Regions from separate parts of the Mus musculus genome. Here all the other regions are linked to region 1. A link is a contact called in public HiChIP or PLAC-seq and promoter capture Hi-C data. All regions are on one chromosome and are shown on one strand. Each heading gives the region's core, a stretch centred on a gene start, on an enhancer-like site or on the middle of the called end of the contact. The rest is flanking DNA. Distances are from core to core; before and after follow the strand shown. Region 1 overlaps Gm46822 (a long non-coding RNA gene). Region 2 overlaps Bcar3 (breast cancer anti-estrogen resistance 3). Region 3 overlaps Bcar3 (breast cancer anti-estrogen resistance 3). Region 4 overlaps Gm34119 (a long non-coding RNA gene).

Region 1 (5,939 bases), core at 801-3,300:
AGTCTTCAAAATGTATTCCTAGGAAACTAGCGCTTTGCTTTCCACAGTCCACAAGCTAAGAATGTTATCAGATGGTGTCTGCAATCGAACAGTTTCCCCACTTGCTGTGCTCTACCTACCCGTGGGCCCCACTCATATATTCTGAAAGTCCTTTGATTTATGACTTTGATCTGTAACTAATGAATAACATCTCCCAAGAAACCTCTTCCACTGTGGAACACGGTATCTGAGAAGCCTGATCCTGGGCGGAGATCACTTATATTTGGCTCCAGAATAAAATCTTTTATTCCCTTCAAGGTGAGAGTTGTGAAGACTTTGTTTTTGTTTTGTTTGTTTGTTTGGTTTGGGGTTTTTTGTTTTGTTTTGTTTTTTTGTTTGTTTATTTTTTGTTTTTTTTTTTTTGCCAAGGGGGCAGTGTTCCTACGACCATTAATCATACCAAGTTCTGAAGCAGTGAGCAGCCATGGTTACATAAAACACCATCACCAAGAGTCGGGGCTCAGACAAAATTTGGGCCAAGAACGGTGAAGAAATGAACAAGGCAGGGCCGGCACTGCTCTGCAGGGCCCCTGGGCGAACTCAGCAGAACTCCTAATGAGGGTTATAAAGAAGGCCTTGTTTGGGGCTGTCAATTAACCTGAAGATCTGGGTGAGTGTTCCTGGCAACACATCTCTCTGGGTAGGAAGGCATGTAGGTTAAGAGTCTCTTGGGAAAAAAACAAACAACAAACAACAACAACAGCAACAACAAAACAATCCCAGCCTCCTCTCTCTGACTTGCTATTGATCATTTACAAAGCGGCCACCACCCTTCTTGCTGCTCTGACTGACCATAAACAGTTCTTTTTTTCTCCGTTGCTTTCTTGAAATGAAGTCGAATCATGTAATGGCAGGCCAGTGAATTCGTTGGTGTGAAGCCATAGTAACACTCATAAGGCTTCAAGCCTTTCTGGGGTCTGCAAGAGCCCTGAGAGGAAACATCTCTCTGACCTTGCCCTAAGCACCACCTCCTGTTTTATTTATCAGACCTTTGGATCTTAGCTGGACAAAGCCTATGCCTGCCCTCTCTGAGTTGGCCGAATCTGCTCCCAGAGGCACGGGCATTCTTAGTTAACTCCAAGAGTCTCAAGTCTCTCAAAGCTTTTGTGGATCTTTTTGTCTTGTTCTTCCATCTTGGCCTGTATCTTCTTGTCTTTTCACATCATGCAAAGGTCAACCGAGACAATGCATACTCCATGGATTTCTGGTGGAATTATGATGTCTCGGGACCCCATGAAAGCAGATGTACCTGCCCTTGGTACCCGGTTCAGTATCATTTCAGCTTTGTTATTCATCCTACCCTACCCAGCCAGTCCCAATGTTTGTTTCTTCCCAGCTTTGTGAGCGCTGCCACTGTTCCAGCCTCCCCGCTCCCTTGCTGTTGAAGGAATGCCATGCTTTTGTGCAGAGCCTGACTAGTAAGCACATGTAGTGTTGGCCCTCCTTCAATTGCTGCCTGTTTCTGCCATTCTTTCTCATTAAAGGAGAGTAAAGTGTGAATGTGGGCTGGAGACAGGCCTGGGGCTGTTAGGACCTGAGTCTGACCGTGGCTCTGGCATTAAGTTTCCTTTTGCCCTCAGGTTAGTGAGTGTGTGTGTGTGTGTGTGTGTGTGTGTGTGCATATTTTTGCTGGTTCTAATTAGTAGCTTATATTGTTTCTTGAGAGCATGTTAAATATTGCTGAAAATGCTAACTATTGAAAAAAAATCCTTAACCATATAGATGTGTTCTTTGGCAATTTCCAAATCCTTTTGTCTTTACCTGGTTTTGTAACGGCCAGGGCCAGCTATCTCCATTTACATTTGTCTGAGCACCTTCAACTAGCCAACTCACTTTTCCATAGCAAAATAGGATCATCAGGCACAGACATTCATTTATGGTGGCTGTTTGAACAATTCACCAGAAAATCCAAGAATGTGGTTATGAAAGCCAAGGCCTGTTGCCAAAGGGTGATTGTATATGTGTGCACTGCTGGTAGATCACGTGCTACGTTATGCAACATCTGACCGTTGATCCTTGGATGCCATCCAAAGAGTAGTTGGACGCCTAGAGAGCTGCTTATAGCTTTGGTGGGTACTAGACGCGTTTCCATTCTGTTTGTAAACAGTCTCTCTGCTGATATATCTGACAAGGCCCAGCTGGTCATCAGACCTGGTGATCTTGCTTATAGTGTCCAGGCAAAGTTCTCTAAACGGGCCAGGGAGGAGCCAGCTCCAAGTGTGCACTAGGAACGCTGGATGTTCCCAAGATCTCTATGGTATGCTGTAGGGCAGTGTGTTTTGAATGCAGCAACTTCAGCTTGCTCTGTTGGACTTGAACAAGCTAGGCAGCTCATTAAGAAAAAAAAAAAAAACCTTAGACATGTTACATTTAAGAGCATCACTTTGTGCAGAATGAAAGATCCATTTGTTATCAGATATCTCTCGGGATAAAGGCAGTTTGGAGAGTTCTACTCAACAATTTGGCAGGAAACAGAAGTGACATATAGAAAGATCCTGCTTGGAATCTTGTCAGCAGCTGATTTATTGGTTTGCATTCTATGATGGTTCATCTGCTATGATTGGCCAAGACTTAGCTACTTGTTAAAGAATGTATTCTCAAATTAGGTTACAGTTTGTCTGGGTATTTCTAAGTTATATTTTGCTACATGAGAAGGCAGCTTTGGGATAAGGGCAATGTGTCATTTGCTCCTCGGTTTTGAGAGACTGGTCAAAACCCTGTGCATCAGCACCAGTTTCTCTCAATTGTCAGAATGAATTCATTTGATTTCAGGATGGGGTATACATGGATTTATAATACCAAATTAATGATTCTATATGTTTTCTTCACATTTTTCCTATTTTTGTTCGTTTGGTCTTTTTTCAAGATAGAGTTTCTCTGTGTAGCCCCAGCTGTCCTGGAACTAACTCTCTCTCTCTCTCTCTCTCTCTCTCTCTCTCTCTCTCTCTCTCTCTCTCTCCTGTAGACCAGATGGACTCAAACTCACAGAGATCTGCCTGCCTCTGCCTCCCAAGTGCTGGGATTAAAGGCATACATCACCACGTCCAGTCATATTTTTTACCATCTTAATCATACAGACCATTATTTAACAAAGGATGGTGGTATACAAATCTTCAAGATTCTCAAGCTTGAATATAACATATCAGGGAGGCTGAGACAGGAGGATTGCCTCAAGGTGGAGGCCAGCTGGGGCTATATAGTGGGTTCCAGGACAACCTAAGCTACATAGTAAAATTCTATCTCACAGCATCTGCAAAACAACCAAAGTAAAATAAAGTAAAAATGAAGACTATTCCCCTACTGACGGAGTCTAACACACCTTCTTCTTTTCAAGGTTGGTACTAGTTTTGACTGTGGACAGCTGTGTGCTCTGATTATGGCAAATGCAATCATACACACAAACTGGCACTTTAGTCAGTGATAGGCCATGTATATGATGGTCTGGGAAGACTAGACTGGAGCTGGAAAACCCTTGGCACCCAGTGATCTCATAGTAAGTCTAAGATTGCAGCAGAAAACATTACTTACATATTTATGGTGATGCTGCTACAAACACCTCAACTCTGGGCCCATCAAATAAAAACAGAGAACCACAATTACGTAATGTACTAATACCTGAGAATGATAATAAATGACGGCATGACTGATTCATGCATGTGGTGTAATATCCTTTTTATTGTTGTTTTTGCTGATGCTGTTCTACATCAGAAAATAAAAAAAGCTTCCTGTAAAACAGTAGGCTACGTTAGCTCGGCGGCAGTCTTCCATGTCTCCTCTGTTGCAGATCTCTGGATCGCAATGTTCCCACCGTGCCTGATTTACTCTTTAATCACCATCAAGAGAGCAAGAGGAAGGATAGACTTGGAAGGAGAATTAAAAGCAGTAAGGACTACGGAGCTGGGAAATCAGAAATGGTTACTGAGTGCCAGTCAGTCATGTTCCATTCCATCCAAGTTATTGTCTTGATGAAAAACCAGTAAGAAAAATGGGAACCATTAACGGATCTGCTTCACAGAAGGCAACAGGACTGAGGGAAATCCCACCATGGCCTCTATCACTTAAGGAGAGGCTCCCAGTGATCGGGACTAAAGACCAGGCACAGAAGCACCATGGTAACCAGAACCAAAGCACAGAGGATGAGCTCACCGTTGAAAGAGAAGGCCAAGCAATGAGGCTGGGTTACTATTAACTCTGAGTGAATTATGAGGTTAAAAAAAAAAAGAATTATTCACTATGTAATATGCACAGAATGTCAAGTCTCTGAATACCAACATGAAGACAGTTAAACTTGGAAACTCTGGGTTAGGTGACTTCAGGGGAAAATGATTTACTAGAGCAAACATTTAACGTGTTCTGTTTTGGAAATGAATGCCTGATGGGACTTTCACCTTTAGGAGGGCATTGTCAGTGCTGGGTTTAAAGCTTCCAAAGACAGAATACAGTCTGGCTTGAGAGCACTGATGCAGGCTACAGGCTACAGGTTGAAACCTCTTGTGATCCACTGCCAGTGTGCAGCAGGAATAGCAAGTCTTGGTAACTCAGCTCTTTTCCCATGATGCTCTCTTGAATGGCCATGCCAGCAAAGTAGAGAAGCATTGCCTAGAAAAAGATCTCTCCGATGTTAATAATGTCCCCACACTTCCTCTTCTCCTCTTCCTTTGCTCCCTTATCCTCTTCCCCCTATCCCTTTTCCCCTCCCCCCCTCCACATGCTCATGGCTCTCTCTCTCCCGCTCTCCCTCCTTCCCTCCCTTCCCCTCCGTCTCTCTCCCTCCCTCTTTCTGCCTTTCTGTCTCTACTACCCCATCAACTTCCCTTCTCATGCCCTACATAAACTCTATTCTATACTAAAAATAAGAAATAAAAAAATGACCCCACACTTTGTCCCTTTGCTGGAACTCACATCACAATATCAAAGTTATACCCCTTCCACCCCCTCAAATACCACTCTCTGCTTTGCCCAAGCCATTGCTTGTAAAGACACAGATGCATTCTTGGGGGATTAAAACATCCACGAATGGATGGAAACTTACTTGGATTCGAGGTGCTATCATCAAGGAGTATAAGGATGGCATCTGAAAGAAGACAAGCGTTTTGCCCATGGTTTTAAATGGCTCACCAAGAATGAGGGGCTTGCAAAATTCTATCAGCAAACTTGACCTAGGCATGGCTGAGGGTGACATCTAGGAGCTCCCAAGGAAGTGGCTAATGAAGAGTTGTTGGCACAAGAAGAGGGACGGGAGGATGAAGAAGAGATAAGAAAATAGAAACTAAAGGAGTCAAAGACCAGTCAAAAGGAGTTGAGGCCAAGAAGGGTCGCAGAATCCAGCAGAAGTTTCTGCAGCCCTCAATGAACCCCAAAAGTTTGGAAATATGGTGATCCCAAGACCAAAAATTTTCATGAGTTGGAAGGAATGCTCAAGGTGTGTTGTCTGTTTAAGATCTGTGGCAGGGAAATAGGGGTCACGGGAAGCAAAGCTTCACCGGGTGCCATGGTGTCTTTCGGTGTTTTCACGTTACAGCAATGGCTTGCTCACAGCAGAGAGTGGTGTTTGGAGGAAAAATATTTCAGAATTGTGATGCAAGCACATTGCCAGTAAAGGGGTGAGGTGTGTGGCAACATTATCAACAGAGAGGAAAACCTTGAAAGATGTTTCCCTAAGCAATGCTTCTCTGCTTCACTGGCACGGCACTTCCAGAGAGCATCTTGGGAGGAGAGCCCGTCAGGATGCTCCTGCTGCATCTATTGACGCTCCCCAATTAGAGCGTCAGGCAAGGCCTTCAGGAGAGATTCCAGCAGAAGGCATTGCTGTCCTAGGAGGTGACAGCTCCCTGTGAGTTATTACCCAGAAGTCTCTCTGGTGAGAAGAACTGTGGAGGTCAAGAACTCTGGAAGTCTAC
Region 2 (5,433 bases), core at 1,272-3,771, 320 kb before region 1:
CATATGTGGTGATTGGAAACCACTCCCACGGCTTCTCCATAGAGGTTTCCCTGAAAGAAAATCTTTCTTCCTTCAAGCCAGCTCTCATTGCAACCCAATTCTTTGTTTTTCTCTTCATTGATTAAATTCATTCTTCCAGTTTCTTACAGTGTGAATTTTTTTTCTTTTTTTTCTTTTTTACCATCTCATTTCTAACGTGCATAACCACATTTGAATGGAATTGGCTGTCAGACCTGACTGTTTCTTAGTCTACAGCACACTGAAAGGTTACAGCGGAGTCAGCTGTATCTCTAAACTGAGGCCATGCTAGCTCACTGACATACTGCAGTGTGACCCTGGGAGTCAGGGGTCTAACCAAGTCTGGCCATGTGGCAGGCACCAGATGGTGCTCTGTGCTTCCTGTGGTGGGCTGTCTTCTACCATAACCATGCCAAGCCGTGGAGAGATCTTCATAATATGTCACACACAAAAAGATCAGGAAGTCAGGCAATTATTAAACCTGACCTGAAACTTCCGTAGCTGAGCAAGGCAACCCCTGTCAGCCCTGGGGGATGAGCTGAGGACCTGGCTGTCCAGTGGTGGCGCCCAGGACAGGATGCGGGATTCATTCTAGGCTCACCACTACAGGTACGACTCACCTTTCTCAAGAGCTTTGCTAAGGATTCAAATGACTGTTTGAGAGTACAAGCTGTGAGTCATTGGCCATGTGGAGGGGGCAATTCTGGCCAGATGTCAGGAAAGAGGTCCACCTTGACCATGGCAAGGCATTCCATACATCTCACATGTTTAGTCCATCATCCTGCCAGAGATTCTGAGCCCTGTTCCTCTTTGGCACGCACGGCAGCCCACACCCTCTGCGTAGTAAGCCTCAAAGGCTTACCACTGACACGCTTTTCTTCTGGAAGCACTAATAGGCATTCTGAGAGCAAGAAGCCCCTGGTCGGAATTAAGTGTCAATCACCCATCATCAGGTCTCTTTCCTGAGCTACACATACTTTCCAGGGCTGAGCTGGAAGACTGCGGGATGTTGAGCCCACCCTGGGGTCAAAGCTAAGTCCTCTGGGGATTCGAGGAGGAGGAGGATGTGTTTACTGTGGCAGAACAGGGTGGCAGGAACGTCCTAAGGCAAGACCCTCTAAGTCCCACTTGCCACCACTCTGTGGACCCATTCAAGACCCCTGGCCTGGCCCTCCTCTCAGCTACCTAGAGTCCTAAAATGCAATCAGACCGCCAGGTCCAATCACTAGGTGTTCTGGCTCTGCTGTCCCCAGCACAGAGGCCTCAGACCTGAGCCCACAGGCACATGGGTTTGTTTCCCTAGCTTAATGGTAAAGCGCTATAACAGCAAGATCCTGTGTGAGCCCAGATGTAGAAACCTGCAACACTGAGGACAACACGCAGGTCCATCCCAGCCCACCCCAAGCCCCTCTGCTTTGATCCAGAAATGAATCCCATTTAGACCAACCCCTGTCCCCATAGCTTGTGACAGCACAGGTGCCTCCAAGCCTGCAAGACACGTTCTGCAATCACCTTGCCAACTGCTCAGCCTTCCAAAGTCATCTCGGGTTGGCCATGATCTCTAGCTTCAAGGCCTTGCTCAAGCCTAGGGAGTCCAGCCACTCCTGCTAGAGCGTTTCCTGGCCATGCTGTGGACCAAGTTCCTGTATCACATCTCCTCTCAGCCCATTCCCTTCAAACAGTAGGTCCGTCCAGGATAGACATGCCAGTGAGCCGGGCATGCAGCAGGTGCTCAATCAAGGTTGAACATGTAACACTCATCAACACTTCCTGCTTTACTCTGCACCAGGCAAAGTGCCAGGGCTTCAGATATGTTATCTCAGTCTTTACTGACCATCTGGGTAGGGAGTACTCCATTCCACAAATGGAGAGGAGAACAAGGGCCATGCAGCTGTTAAGGGACAATGGTGGGATTTGGACTCATCCCTAAAGGCCAAATGGGAGACTTCATTTCCACATTCAAAGACAGCAGGTGGCAGAGTGGCTGTGCTCCACCAGGACAAGTGAGGCACAAGCAGTGTCCACCTGTAGGTGGCACGGGCCCTGAGCTGGGGTGCTGGACACTGATGGGCTGCAGCTTCCGGTGTGCTCAGAACCACCCACTGTCCTGATGCCCTGAGTAAGCAGCTGTTCCTGAACCATGTGCTATGGGCACAAGGCCCCAGATGCTGCTCTATGCCTGCTTCTGCCTCCTACTTGGCTCCATTTCATTGATTTACAGTGGGAAAGAGTTTTCCTGTCGGAGACACTGGCACAGCCTGTGTCTGTAGCAGTTCTGGGAGAAGATCAAGGCACGGGTGGTAGAGGGAAGACTGCAGACTGCAGAACAGCCTTGCCCATGAGGCTAGGGTGCACAGAGCCAAGGCTACCTTCTCCCTGATTGCTGGGGACTCCCAAGCAACCTGTCTTTCAATGGAACCTGAAGACAGATCCAGGGAGGAGGCCCAGGCAGAGGACAAAATGCTCAGGGCAGGAAATGCAGGAGGAGGGCTGCATACTTGTCAAGTGACATCAGACTCGGGCTCTCCTCTGAAGGATGTCAACGGCAGTGGGAAGCTTCCAGACCTGTAAGGAGTGGGCAGGCAGCTCCTCTTTCTCTCCTAAACTCTCAAGCCCTCATATACAGCCAAGGGCCCACTGCCCCCCAGAAAAGGAGCTCTTCTGCAACTGCAGACCCCTGTGTGTACAAGGAGTTCCCTCCTGAGGCTTGTGGGTGGGCGGGCTCACACTCGGTGTGAATCTCACTCACCTCAGGCCTACTGGCATGGTGCTGAATGCTCAGACCCAGGGCCCAGCCTGACTGGCCTGCTGGGACAGGAACTCTCAGTCTTCTCTTGCCACCACCTGACAGTAGGTACGGATTTAACATGGCAAATTCTCTGCCTACCTGTGTGTTCTGCACAAGGCTGCCCAGCCACCAGAGTTAACAAGTCCTGTTCTTTCCCTTGGAGCCTGCTTAGCAGGGACACGCCCTCCTTCCTCTACAAGCAGGGATGACACCCTCAGCCACAGGCTCTGACCTACACTGGTCATCTAGTTAGCCTTCCAGTCCTGGAGTCAGGAAAAGAGCTCTTTCTACCGAGGTTATTCGGTGACCCTCCAGTTCACTCTGGGAGTCTTTTTTCAGCCCCCAAACCCCCTGCGGTATGGCTAGGAGATTAGATTTACAGCCAGGATTCCTGACACAGGAAGGAAAATCCAGCTTTTGAATAAATCTAACCTTTAAAACTCATGGCCTTCTCTGAGCTGAATGAAACAGGGCTTTAGATTTCCCTGAGGTCTTACCTATCACTCAAGTGCCCAAGTATCAACTGCTATATACCAGGAAAGTGGGCTAAGCCCAAGATGCCCGTTGTCTAAGGGATGCCAAGAGCTTATATACACAGATCACCTGCTCCTGAAGCAAATGCCCCTATTAAAAATGAGGATGGGGCTGGAGAGATGGCTCAGCAGTTAAGAGCACTGACTGAATTTCCAGAGGTCCTGAGTTCAATTCCCAGCAACCACATGGTGGCTCACAACCATCTGGAATAGAATCTGATGCCCTTTTCTGCTGTGCATGAAAACAACACTCATATATATAAAATAAATAAATAAATAAATAATCTTTAAGGAAAAAACCCCAAAGACGATAAGAATGTACATAGATATGGACTGAGAGTCAGGCTTGGAATTGTATCTATGTATAACAGTTTTGTTCTCAAATGCTAATAAGCCTGATATTCCACATCCCAAACACTGTCAGTGGTGAGCATTAGGAAGTGGGGGTTTCTAAAATTAGCTTTTCATCTTCTATTTCATTTTATGTGTATGTGTGTTTTGCCTGCATGTATGTCTATGAAACGCATGTGTGGGTGGTGCCAAAGACACCAGAAAGGGGTGTCAGATGCCCTGGACCTGGAGTTATAGATGGTTGAAAGCTGCCATGTAGGTACTGAGAATCAAAGGGGTCCTGTGAAAGAGCAGCCAGTGCTCTTAAGCACTGAGCCATTCCTCTAGCCTGAGTTTTGAGATATTTTAAATTCATTGTGTGTGTGTGTGTGTGTATGTGTGTGTATGTGTGTGTGTGTGTGTATGTATGTGTGTGTGTGTGTGTATGTGTGTATGTGTGTGTGTGTGTGTATGTGTATGTGTGTGTGTGTGTGTGTATGTGTGTGTGTGTGTGTATGTGTGTGTGTATGTGTGTGTGTGTGTGTGTGTGTGTGTGTGTGTGTGTACACATGTATATATGTCACAATGTGTGTACAGTCAGAGGATAACTTGCAGAAGCTGGGCCCTCTTTCAACCATATGGGATCTGGGGAATGGATTCAGGGTTTGGCTTGTCAGCCAGCTGTATATACCCGATGCGCCATCTCACTGACCCCAGAAACTCGATTTTGTCGGATTTTATCTTTTCTTCTAATCTGCATCTTACAATTTTTTTAAATATTTATTTATTATATGTAAGTACACTGTAACTGTCTTCAGGCGCTCCAGACGAGGGCATCCAATCTCATTACAGATGGTTGTGAGCCACCATGTGGTTGCTGGGATTTGAACTCAGGACCTTCAGAAGTGCAGTTAGTGCTCTTAACCACTGAGCCATCTCTCCAGCTCCCTTACAATTTTTTTAACTTGAACAATTTTTTTAAAAAAAAAATCAAGTTGAAGATGATTATCATAAAGATCATATTGGAAATTAAATAAATATACCATGTGTATGAGTATAATGTATGAGTATAATGGCTCTTAACCACTGAGCCATCTCTCCAGCCCCCTTACAATTTTTTTAACTTGAACAATTTTTTTTAAAAAAAAATCAAGTTGAAGATGATTATCATAAAGATCATATTGGAAATTAAATAAATATACCATGTGTATGAGTATAATGTATAAGAGAATAAAATAGTAAGGGCCCTGTCACTCCAGCAACCAGGCTTTCTGTGGTCCTCCTTCGCCCCCAACTGTTCCAGTTCTGACAGGGCTGAGGGAGTTCTTAACTAAGGAGGTAGAAGGAGGAGTCACAGAGGCGCTTATCTTTAGCAGGTTGGGTTCAGGGGCAGGTCTGCCCTCCCTCTGTCCAAGGCAAAGTTTACCAGTTTCCTGCTGGGCAAAGGTTGCCCTGACTGGTGGTTCCCACCCTGCAAATAAATCCCACACCTGCGTTACTGTCTGGCTTTCTCCCCTATGACGAAGCATCGACCCAGCAAGGTGCGGTGTGGCCAGGTAGACCTCCTTAAGAGTAATGGAATGGGACAGCCACAGAACACTAACCTTGCAGTCCACGCTCAGCATGTGCTGCGCAATGACCCTGGCATCGTGGTTGGTGAACAGTTCTTTCGCGTGCTTCAGCATGGCCGTTTCCAGGGGTTTGTTCTCTGGAGGAAGAAGCTTGGACTCAAAGTCATTGGGTCTGAATGACGACACGGTCTCC
Region 3 (5,572 bases), core at 2,949-5,448, 280 kb before region 1:
TTTCCAACACACACACACAGACACACAAACACACTGACACACAGAGATACACAGAGATACACACAGATACACACAGACACATACAGACATACACACAGACACACACATATACACACAGACACACACAGATACACACAGACACACATACAGACACACACACAGACACACATACAGACATACACACAGACACACACATATACACACAGACACACATGGATACAATCAGACAGAGAGAGACACACAGACACACACAGAGATACACACAGACACACATGGATACAATCAGACAGAGAGAGACACACACACACACAGACAAACACACAGACATACAGACACACAAACAGACACACACAGATATACACACACACACATACACACCACTGAAAGTCTCTCCTCCTGCACATACCACCAATCCTTTCTGGCTTGTGGTTTCTTTTTGGTTTCCACCAAGTCCTAGTGGCCTGGATTTTGGTGAACAAAGGCATCTTTAATGAGCTATGGAATAAAACCAAAGAAACCAGCTCTCTGCCTTTGGTGTCCCTACAAAAAGGGAAAGGTAACTTGGCTTTGCAACGTGACACTCTGCAGTGTCACTCCCTGAGGATCTATCTGTGAGGCACATGCCTGGGAAATGGAGGTAGGCCTGCTTCCCAAGATGTCTGGTCTGCACCTGCCTGATTCTGAACAGACGCAGGAGTCTCCAACTTCCAAATTTCCCAGGGTGAGCATAGACAGCATCCACTCTGCATTTCACTTTCAAAATAGTTGTCAGTTAATTGCTTGAGACATTGGACACATTCTTATAAAACAGTCTCTGTGTCAAGGATTTCTCCGTGCTGTAGGCTAACTGCTCTGAATATCCAGGGCAGGCTGGACTAAGCTGGGATGCCTGGAAGGTCAGGTATATTATTAATTTCCTCTTCGTGTTAGAATTGTTTCAATTTCTGGCCAGCTCTGTCACCCTGTTCAGAGTTGAGGAGCATCTGTAGGGCAGAAGAAACTGTTGTGGTTGCCACATACACCTCCACACAAAGAGCCACAGGGCCTGATGGAACAGAGCTGGTCTCAGATACCACCGAGAAAGGCTAAAGCTGGAGAAGCAGCTAGACAGAGCAGCTAAGGTTGTTGAAGATAGTCCAACACATTACCCACTGGGCAAATCACATTCAGTTTTTGCTTCAAAAAGGGATGTAAGCCAGACTAGGTGGGCAGAGAGTAGGATGTGCTGTTGAGATCTTTGCCGCTCTGGGTTCACAAGCACCTGCTGTGCCCTGGCGGATGCAGAGTCTCTAGAAGCAGGCTCTTCAGTGTGACAGACACTCAGGCATCTGCATCTCAGGTTGACAGTTTCCCCAGATTTCTCAAGGGGGATGAGGGATGATGGCTGTTAAATGGTCTCTTTCAGGAAACAACATCGATCTGCCCAACACAAAGACTAAGTACAGTCTTCACAAATAGATTCCTTTCTATTGGACATCAGATCCCTGCACCTCCCCCCAACAAGTTTATGATTCTCCAAACAGCTATTAAAATTGCATAGCTGAATAACATGAAGCAATAGGCAGCCTTGAGTTTTCTTTCATACTGTTATGCTTTATAATTCTACCCTAGATATCGCTCTATCACAAACACCTATCATCTCCCAGTATCCCCTTGGAAATGCTGTATTTCACACGCTTCTGTTTCTATACCATGGCATTACAGTAAAAATTAAAAGAATATGCACATAGGCTGGGGCTGTAACTCAGTTGGCAACGTACTTGCCTAGCACAAATGAAGACCTGGCTTCCATACCCCAGCACTGCATACACTATATAGTATTCTCCTATACTCCCAACACCTAAGAGGATACGAGTGCAAGGTCATCGGTCTAGGATCTTACGTATCCTAGTTCCTGTCTCAAAAGGAGGAGGAGGAGGAGGAGGAGGAGGAAGAAGAGTATAAGATGTAGGGATTTCAACTTCTCAGTTAGTCTCAGACTACCTGGCAGGCTTGGGTGGGCATCTTTTAGTAGAAAGCCATGGGCCATCTTCCCAGGTCAAGAGGCAGAATCATGATCCTTGATATAACATTTCAGGGGACTCCTCTAGATCCCCTGTAAGTCCCTGGGAGTCTAATCCATCCAGGGTGGTTCAGCATCTCCTTTGCCAGGCTGCCTCCCATTCCACAGTAACCATGCAGACATCACATGCAGAGCAAAGCTTGTTTCCATCATCTCTCCTTCTGGGTTTTCTCTGCTGTACACACTGCCTTTTCTTTCCCTCCTACTTTTAGTGAGAACAACATAAAGAGCTGACAGGCAACGACTACAGAAGAGGCACAGCGGTCCCTCTGCAGCGGAGCCTTCGGGGAGTGCCCCACCCCCATCAGGACCAACTGAGCTCTTTCCCATCTTACAGGCAATCTTACAGGCACTTCTGCAAATTGGCACCTTCCAAAACTGAGCCTGGAGACAGACATCCACGTGGCTCTAAAGAGACTCCGAACATGTTCCAGGCGTCAGTGCTGCGCCAGTAGCTAGCTGAAGTGACCTTGGGAGATGACTTGACCTCTCAAAACCTCAAGCTGCTCCCCAAACATACCAGGTGATTACAGGCAACGAATGATAACATTATAAAGCCTGATCCCCAATACATGCAAGGCACAGTCTGCAAATGTGAGTTTCCATTCCTCTTTGAAGAAAGGCACTAGAAACCATCCTCTGTCGCTGACAACTCTCAGATGCTGGGCGACCCGGACCTCTGTCCTCAGAGAAGGTGGACAATGACTGAGTCACTGCCGGACTGCAGCTGGTGCTGAGGACCCTTCTGAGTTTTTAAAACTAGAACTAAAGAGGAGATAGATGATCAAGAGTATTTAGCATTAAAAGTATATTTTAATCCTCAACTTCAAAACCTGATAATCGGAAGACATACGAAGGATCTTTAATCACACTTGCTCAGATGTCTCAGAGGGTCCCCTGCATCATCGTTATCTGATGAGCTGTTGATGGAAACAGGCAGGACACAAAGCCACAGTATTTGTCTCCATGCTCACCCCAAAGCCCATCTACTATTGGATACCCCTGTTCCAGCCAACCTGACTGAGTACCTATGGGTAATTCGTGAGATCTGGGTGATACCCCACCACCACCCCTGTCATTGTCCCTGTCTCTGGCTGCAAAATTAGACTTTAGTCTATGTTCTGACCTGCTGTCCTGCCAATCTCACTCCTCCAACACCTCCATGCTGGGTGGCTGTTGCCATGACAACCGATCTTTGGCTTCTGCTTAGAGTGCCCTGAGAACCATCTCCCAGGTGCCTAATTTCTTCATACTGCTCTGGTCCAAATTTCTGGACTGTCTGATTTTAACTTATTTCTAGAGTCATGTTGTGTCTAGCCTCATGAAGATTGTGCCGTTCTCCCCCCACCACCACCACCACCATCCATGCTGTTCTAATTTATACTGCCTGTCTGTATTCCCCGGAGAAACTATTCTCTGCCTCCCCTAAGCCTGCAACAGCAGGAATCCACCAGTCACAGTGAGGATTGCTTAGGCACAGGGCAGGCAGGCACCGAGGGAGACCACACTCATTCCAACCCTGACAGAAAACAGTGGAATTAATCCCTTCGCAATAAAGTTTAGCTACCTGAATGAAAAACACTTCAGTAGAAAAATGGTCTTTTGTCAGTCAGAAACAACCTGGCTATTATCATCTGAATGAGACAGTGATTAATCCTGCATTCTGCCAAAACAGCACTGAAAATCAGTCTGTATTAGGAGCTCTTAACTGGGAGGTGAAGTATGGCTTCTATGATCCATACGAACCACTGGGTGATAATGTGCTCACTGGAGAAATAGGTTAGAGCTTATACTCAATTCCCAAACACTTAGGGGACCTAGAAGTCCCCACTGATTGGTTATCCACTTTTTAAAAAAGTAACTTAATAGATAAAGTGTCTGTGTGTATGCATGCGCGCATGTCCAAGCTTCCATGTGGGAATCTATTGTCTCCTTCACCCTGTGGGTTCTGGGGAATCAAACTCAGGTCAGCAGGTTTCATGGCAGGTACCTTTACCTGCTGAGTCAGGTCACCAGTCTAAGATTCAGAAAGGCTTTCAATAGCCAGTAGAAAGGAAGTGAGCAAAATAGCCTAGTGATCATGACTGGACCTGCAAAACACTTGTCTGGTTGCCATGGACACCGGTTGGCTTAGCAGGGCTGTGACTGGTAAGAGGAGGAGCCAGGCAAGCAGTGTTGAGACCCCTTATGGCTGTGAAGTAGCTTTCCCCTGTGAAAAAGACAAGCCCTTGTGCTCCTCTGGTGGGAGGGCCTTGTGTATCACAGTAAATGTGTAATATGTACAAGTCTGATCTCAGCAACCTCTTGGCAGCCACACATCTGGGGAGTGCATCTAGAAAGGCCATGGCGGTCACCCACATCTCTCTACCTCATTTCCTAGTGTGTGATGTTCCCAAGGGCCAGAATTTCTGCTGAGAATTCTACCAGTGTCTCGTTTAGCACACTAGGAGGGGGGCATCATTATCACCATGGTCTGGGCAGCAAGCAGTAGTTCTTAGAATGAGTAATGAGAGCAAGCCAGAACCTGCTTTATCTGATGTGCTAACAGAAGCATCACACCTGACTGCCAGGACCAGAACACTCTAATCTAAAGCAAATCCAGGAGGCAGACCTCCCCTCATCCAGTGACAGATAGTCCAGCAGCACAGGTTGAGGGTTCATCCGCAATGTCAGGGATACTGGACAACATATAACAGTCAGGGAAGTGTAGCTCATAGATTGGGGATGCTGAGAACAGAATCTCTGGACCAGGAGGCAGCAAGCCTCAGGTGTTGAGCACAAGCCAGGAACACCTCTCTGTGTATAGACCTCCTGTGCCCTTGGTGGGGAAAGGCCGGATCCGAAGGCTCTCTGTGAGAGACTGCATTGATCGGCAGCCAATGTCTTCACTTCCTTGATGGCTGCCAAGTACAACGATGTCTTCAGAAGTGACATCTAAAAGGTCAATATTTTCTTTACTTGGTGCCTAGGGTGAGGACAATGGGTTGTTTTTGCCAGTGTTCAAAGGCTAGTAGAATGCCACCAACCCCCACCCTGTCCCTGTGCACCTTACGGCACTCCTTCCAAAGTAAGTGGGAGGGCTGGGTGGAGGAAGGGGGAGGTACCAGGGTGAGCAGCAGGAATGGGTCTGGAGAGTCTGGATCATTATCTGGAACACTGTGTCTTAGGGCTGGGTCACTTGCGATAACAGATGTAGAAATCTTTCCAAGGCCACACAGGTGATAATCAGGTGATACACAGCTCTCCCAAGGGCCCACTTCTATCTCCTCTGTCACAGTGGCCACCACGAAACTATCCAGCCCATAAATAAACCAAAGAGAGTGAAACTGCAGAGAGCTGTGTACAGGTTTTAAGAAGATGGAAAAGGGTATGGGGAGGAATATCTGCAGAGTTTAGCAGTCATGTGTCAACACAGTATATGTGTATCCCAAGAAGACAGAGATAATTAGAAAAATAGCCTACTATGATCCTAAAACATTTATGGGGAAAAGTGTAAATACCAGATGGTGG
Region 4 (5,496 bases), core at 2,287-4,786, 280 kb after region 1:
AAAGGGAAAAGAGATGAAGAGGAAGGTCTCTTGTTTCTAAGTTGCCTGGAGAAGGAAATGCTAGCAAAGGGGGTTGAGAGGTAAGTGACATCTAGATGCTCGATGCCTTTGATACAACTAAGATTCTCAGTTGCCAGAAGGTTGTGTTTAGATGGTGGAATTCAGGATTGCAGAGATGGAACAGTTCCAACTGACGGTAAGACAGAGAACAAAATCAAGGTTACAGGCTACTAAAATTAACAGACAACAGGAAAAGATTATGGATGTGTGCGTCTAGGATGCTTGGGCATATTTATAGGCTGATGCAAACAGTTCGTCAAAGCGGAGGAGTCAACAGGAAACAGATGAAATGCCCGTCAGGAGACTAACCCAGAATGCTGTATTCTGTAGAGTTAGAGGTCCACATTAGCATTAGGAGGACAAACTACTTATGATGGCGTAGTAACTATATAGAGACCCAATAGAGGACTGTAGAGTGCCCAAGGGTAAGAAAAATGGAATGATTTCCTTAATTGTGTTTTAAAAACTAATCTATTCTTTGACAGGTTTTTGTGTGTGTATACACATAATATTATACATATATACACATTTGCATATGTGCATATACATGTATCTAAGTAATATGGCCACACTTACCTCCCCACCTTTCTTTATCCTCTTCCCACCCTCGCCAGTTCCCCTCCTCCACCAAGTCCCCACCTTCCTTCCCTGTCTCCTTTTGTTTTGTTTCTGTTTTGTATTTTGTGACCCCCTGAGCTTAACCGGGGCCACCCATGTGGGGCATGGGTGTGGAGCTATCTGCTGGGACACAGATAACTCACCCGTGGCTATACCGCTGAAAAAGAGTTGAATGGAAGGAAAACATTTATAGAACTCAGGAGCTGGCTGTCTTGAGAAGACAATAACTTGGGTCAAAGAAAACTCAGCCAAGCTAAGGAGACATTTCAGGGAAGGTTCCAGAGGCAAATATCACCTCACACCCTTCTCTGTCCAGATCTGCTGCTGAGAAGGGCTGTAAAGGCCTGTCTGTGTGTGTGTGTGTGTGTGTGGGGGGGGGGGTTCTGGAGAAGAAGAGAGAAGAATAAAAAGATGGCATTAGATAGGTAAACCATGGACCTTGGTGAGATTGGAGGGTGGGAGAGACAGGCCACAGAAGGGCAAACTGATAGTGAAGATTTCTAAACAGGGGAGAGAGAGTCAAAATTCAAGTCTTAGATAAATGAACAGCATAGAAGCACAAGAGGTAAGCTAGACCTGTTGTGAATTCTAGCAATTCCACCACGTGAGAGGCCATATGCTCAAAGTCCTCCTGGGCTACACAGTGAGACCTGTCTCAAACAAACAAAAAGCAGAAAGAAGAGAAAGAAACAAATACTATGAGAGAAGAAGACAGAAAACACATAACATTCACAAACAGCTTTGCAGATTCCATTTTGTACAAAACAAAGAACATCCATAATTGAAGAGGTGGGGATGAAGATGGCGATCTGCTTCTGAACAGCGGGAGGACAGAGGTAAATGTCTGATGATTTTCTTGGAGAGCATGCACAGAAAGGCCTCCACGATCATGAACCCTGGGCAAAATCCGTCTGTCTTTTGTGTGATTGTTCTCCACTGTCCCTTGGCTATTCATGCTCAAGCAGGGAGACCACAGCTGGTTGATGGTGGGTTCACAAACCTCTAGAATTCTACTTCCTCCTTTGAGGACTAGAAAGGCACACATGCGGTGCACATACATAGATGCAGACAAGATATACACACATAAAATAAAAATAAATAAATCTTTTAAAAGTCAGCTTGTCTTTGGCCCTCTTCAGCTTACGTATTCTCAATCAGGACTCTCAGCTCTTCTCCTCTCTGAACCCCTCTCCTGTTTCCTCCGTTCTCAGATACTTTCCTGGGAGTTTTATTTATTTGTGTTTATAACATTTTACACAAAACAAGTAAATGATTCTTTAAAAATCGTCTTTGCTTGTTTGTTCCACCCCAGAGAATTCATAAAAATACAATGAGCCATGAGATAACAAATTTCTATCGGCCGGGCGGTGGTGACACACGCCTTTAATCCCAGCACTTGGGAGGCAGAGGCAGGCAGATTTCTGAGTTCGAGGCCAGCCTGGTCTACAGAGTGAGTTCCAGGATAGCTAGGGCTACACAGAGAAACCCTGTCTCAAAAACCAAAACAAACAAACAAACAACAAACAAACAAACAAAAATCTATCCTTATGATTCAGAACCCGTGAAGTGAACTTGGTGTGGCAATTCCTATCTGTCATCCCTGCCTGCATTTGGAAGGCAGAAGTCAAAAGACCATAAACAAGTTTGAGGCTATCCTGGACTATAGTGCGTTCTAGAGGAGCCTGGTCTACCAGAGAGAACCTCTCTTAGAAAACCAAAACCAAACAACAGCAGCAAAAACAAAACAAAACAAAAAAACAAGAAAAACAAATACATTGCCATTTGTGACAAGAATAAAAATCTAAGGAAACAGAAAAGTAGAATTGGCACCCATATTTAATCTCATGAAACCCAACTCATAACACTAAGTTGATGGAAACAAAACAAATACAGCATTAAAAAAAAAACCTTCGAAAATAATAATAAAGCACAAACACAGGGCTTCTGAAACTCAGCCACGCCACATCCTCTGCTCCCATTTGGATGTGACACACTGTTTTAAATGGCATTGGGTGGAGGCCCAGCAGGAAGGAAGCATCGGATATTGCTGGAACATATCTTTGTTTGAGCAACAGCTAAATGAGAAAGGTCACCATTATGCTTTGCTTTCAAACCCTGGGTCTGTTTTGAAATTAGCTCTGAACATTTCACCACAGATGCTGATTTATAATCACTGAAGCTCATAATCCCAAAGCATTCATCGTTTTCCCCCTCCCTCCCCAGCGAGGTGAGGAGGGTACGTTTATTTCCTTGCCACTGTTTGGATCACAATATGTCAGGAGAAGGTAAAATGCCCTTCATTTATGAACTTCAGAATTCCCGGTTATACAAAATTGCAACAGTTAAGTTTAAAGGACATCTAGCTTTCTAATTTCCTCTGTAATTGGGGGAGGACGGGGGATGGGGACTTGTTAAACTCATTGCCAGTGTTGGAGATGCAAGGCTCTTTAGCTATTGTTTCTCAACATTTATTGCATTCTTGTGCTGGATCAAGCACAAGGCCCGGAGATCCTAAGCCAGGCTAACTTTCTTTTGTGCAAACCGGCAAGTCCTATAAACTCCAGAAGCCCTCCTCCCAGGAAGGGCCGAGTTCCACCAAGAACAGTAGAAGCAGCTCTAGCACACATTCCTGGCACAATTTGGGAAGGGAGAACAGAAATCTAGCAAATCTCTCCGTTTATATTTTTGGTTTTCCCGGTTGGCCCCGCTGCTGTATTCCCATGTCTGGAGCACGTCCCACTGTGCGAACTGGAGCTCTCAGAATAAACGTTGGGAAAGGCTGGGTCCACCCTCCAGGGATAAGAGAGCCAGGGAAGGAGGAGGAGGGGGCAAAGGAAAAGGGAAGGGGACTCTGTCTTCCTGTGTTTGGATGACCTTTCCCTGTGTTTATCTGGAGAGACTGGGCAGCCACACTGTGTTTGGTGTTAGGCTGCCATGCGGCCTAGTTTTATATGGGCAAAGGACTTTTGTCTTCGCTTAGAAGGAGTGGGTTTAGCTCATCGAAAAACAGAGACAACAAAAAAGTTCACTAGGGTAAGGGCCTAAAAAAAGAAATTGTTTTCTTTAAAAATGTTTTTCTAAAATATTTATTAATTTATTTGAATGTGTATGGATGTTTTTCCCTGCATGCTGTGCACATGTCTGATGCCCACAGAAGCCAGAAGAGGGTATGAGATTCCCTGGAGCTGGAGTTACAGATGGTTGTGAGCCACCATTTGGATGCCGGGAATCAAACCTGTGTCCTCTCTAAGAATGATTATCCCTAATGGACTAGCCATACGTTCAGCCACAAGAAATCTTCCTAAAGGTTCACATTAGCTTGTGTCTAGCCGGTCCCCTCCTGTTCACTGAGATGGATCTACCTGTGTGTCTGCCTTCCTGCTAAGGCGCGGCTGAAGAGTGTCTTCCTTGGCCCAGATCTCTCCAGATCCTTTTTAGTTTAGTTAAACCTATTTAACCATTTCTTTATTTAGAAATGGGTCCAGCTACAGAGCTCGGGGTTGACCTTGAACTTAGGACGCTTCTGTCTCAGTCTTCCAGTGTTAAAACTGCAAGTGTGCGCCATCAGCCAAACCTTCAACTTTTAGCATCTATGAATTCCACAAAACACACACATGTACACATGTACATAGCGTGGGCCTATCATATTCATAAACCAATACTTAAAAGAAGAAGAAAAGCTGGAGAAATGGTGTTAGATAAACAATAGAAAATCCTCCTCCAATGGCCTCCTTGTGCCAGATGTGGTGACCGGCCCTAGACCTACATGGAGCCGGCTACACAGGGGGCGTGGACAGGCGGGAAGCAGCTTGCAGCAGATCTTTGTGCTCTTTCTTTAGCTGGCTCTGTGATTTGGACAAGTTATCTTCTTTAGCAAAAAATTTTAATGAAATATTTGATAGAATATTATCCAGGTTTAAGTGGGGAAAACAATTCCAAGACAGGCTAAAACACACATGACTATTGAAGGCATCCTAAATGAGATAAAGCAGTCATAGAAGACACAGACTGTATGGCTGTCCTTCTATCAAGTGGCCAAATTCAACAGATAGAAAACCCAACACTTGCTAAAGGTCAAAGGGTAAAGGAAATGGGGGGGGGTCACTGTTTAAGGGGCAGAGGTTCAGTTCACAGGGGTCCAGTTTACAACAGGAAACGTAATATGTGGAGATGACACCTGCATAACAATGTGAATGTAGCTGATACCCGTGAGCTACACTCTTAAAAGCCAATTATTTTAAATGGCAAGTTAGCAAAAACTTGTATTTTATTATGATTTTTTAAAAATGCTGCAGATAGCCTGGTACACAGCATACTGTGAACACGTAATGAATGCTCATAACACAAAGATCACTCCTCCCCGAACAGCCCCAAGGGTGGAACACCCGCAGCTGTGCGCTTACAGCAGCTGAAATGGGGCTTGAAGGTGATCACTTGCTGCCTAGTAGTTTCAAATATTGCTTTGATTACATTAAACTTCTGTTCAACAATGTAAGAGTGCTACATATCTCTGTGGTAGCGCTTAGATGCTGCTTGGGGTTACATTTCTTATTTGCAGGCTGAAACAACTGCAATTTCAGCTTCATTCCAGTTTTGAGGACATCCCTCCATTCTCTTATCAGCGGTGGCTGCTGCTGTCGCCGCTGCCGCCGCCGCCACCACCATCACCACCATCACCACCACCACCACTCCCTTGCTCCCAAGCAGCAAGCCTAGGGCCTCTCACAGGCTAGCCCCTCTTCTGTGTTCTCTGCATTCATCACATATGCTGATTTTTCAGATGGGTTAGAGTGAACACTATCCATTACGACCCATTTT

What was found. Promoter capture Hi-C pulls out the DNA fragments that hold promoters and counts their contacts. HiChIP or PLAC-seq counts read pairs in DNA pulled down with a chosen protein or histone mark.
Region 2: a FOXA1 HiChIP or PLAC-seq map of pancreatic cancer cells shows a contact between it and region 1. The contact joins two enhancer-like sites. A contact is called at or near these places in 2 of 484 Hi-C or Micro-C datasets (liver and nephron progenitors), 1 of 115 datasets of contacts at active chromatin or transcription factors (pancreatic cancer cells) and 3 of 9 other capture datasets (adipose tissue, embryonic stem cells and liver).
Region 3: a promoter capture Hi-C map of liver shows a contact between it and region 1, with 3 times the contacts expected there. The contact joins two enhancer-like sites. A contact is called at or near these places in 16 of 39 promoter capture datasets (the 3T3-L1 cell line, 3T3-L1-derived adipocytes, the C10 cell line and 9 more), 13 of 484 Hi-C or Micro-C datasets (the 3T3-L1 cell line, B cells, the C10 cell line and 9 more) and 3 of 115 datasets of contacts at active chromatin or transcription factors (bone marrow-derived dendritic cells, embryonic midbrain and pancreatic cancer cells).
Region 4: a contact with region 1 is called in an H3K27ac HiChIP or PLAC-seq map of hepatocytes, with 2.6 times the contacts expected there. The contact joins two enhancer-like sites. A contact is called at or near these places in 1 of 15 datasets of contacts at CTCF or cohesin (the NIH/3T3 cell line) and 3 of 115 datasets of contacts at active chromatin or transcription factors (embryonic stem cells, extraembryonic endoderm stem cells and hepatocytes).

Annotation. Positions count from the first base shown.
Region 1 is chr3:122,195,337-122,201,275 of GRCm38.p6, reverse strand. Gm46822 (a long non-coding RNA gene) reads left to right here. Exons shown (of 6, transcript XR_001783970.1): 6 at 3,824-3,870. Among named protein-coding and RNA genes, the nearest start is that of Gm40137, 13 kb to the left of the region's middle. Within about 2 kb of position 2,050, at least 83 of the 459 cell types and tissues checked have an H3K27ac peak or open chromatin away from gene starts, as enhancers often do. A contact at or near this core is called in hepatocytes, liver and pancreatic cancer cells, where this site is marked.
Region 2 is chr3:122,512,844-122,518,276 of GRCm38.p6, reverse strand. It overlaps Bcar3 (breast cancer anti-estrogen resistance 3), which reads right to left. Exons shown (of 12, transcript NM_013867.3): 7 at 5,274-5,433. Among named protein-coding and RNA genes, the nearest start is that of Mir7657, 26 kb to the left of the region's middle. Within about 2 kb of position 2,521, at least 43 of the 459 cell types and tissues checked have an H3K27ac peak or open chromatin away from gene starts, as enhancers often do. A contact at or near this core is called in pancreatic cancer cells, where this site is marked.
Region 3 is chr3:122,474,532-122,480,103 of GRCm38.p6, reverse strand. The region is part of intron 3 of Bcar3 (breast cancer anti-estrogen resistance 3); the gene reads right to left. It overlaps Gm34349 (a long non-coding RNA gene), which reads left to right. Exons shown (of 2, transcript XR_376033.3): 2 at 2,275-3,643. Among named protein-coding and RNA genes, the nearest start is that of Gm34349, 2.9 kb to the left of the region's middle. Within about 2 kb of position 4,198, at least 172 of the 459 cell types and tissues checked have an H3K27ac peak or open chromatin away from gene starts, as enhancers often do. A contact at or near this core is called in liver and pancreatic cancer cells, where this site is marked.
Region 4 is chr3:121,912,626-121,918,121 of GRCm38.p6, reverse strand. All of the region lies in intron 1 of Gm34119 (a long non-coding RNA gene), which reads right to left. Among named protein-coding and RNA genes, the nearest start is that of Gm34119, 12 kb to the right of the region's middle. Within about 2 kb of position 3,536, at least 40 of the 459 cell types and tissues checked have an H3K27ac peak or open chromatin away from gene starts, as enhancers often do. A contact at or near this core is called in hepatocytes, where this site is marked.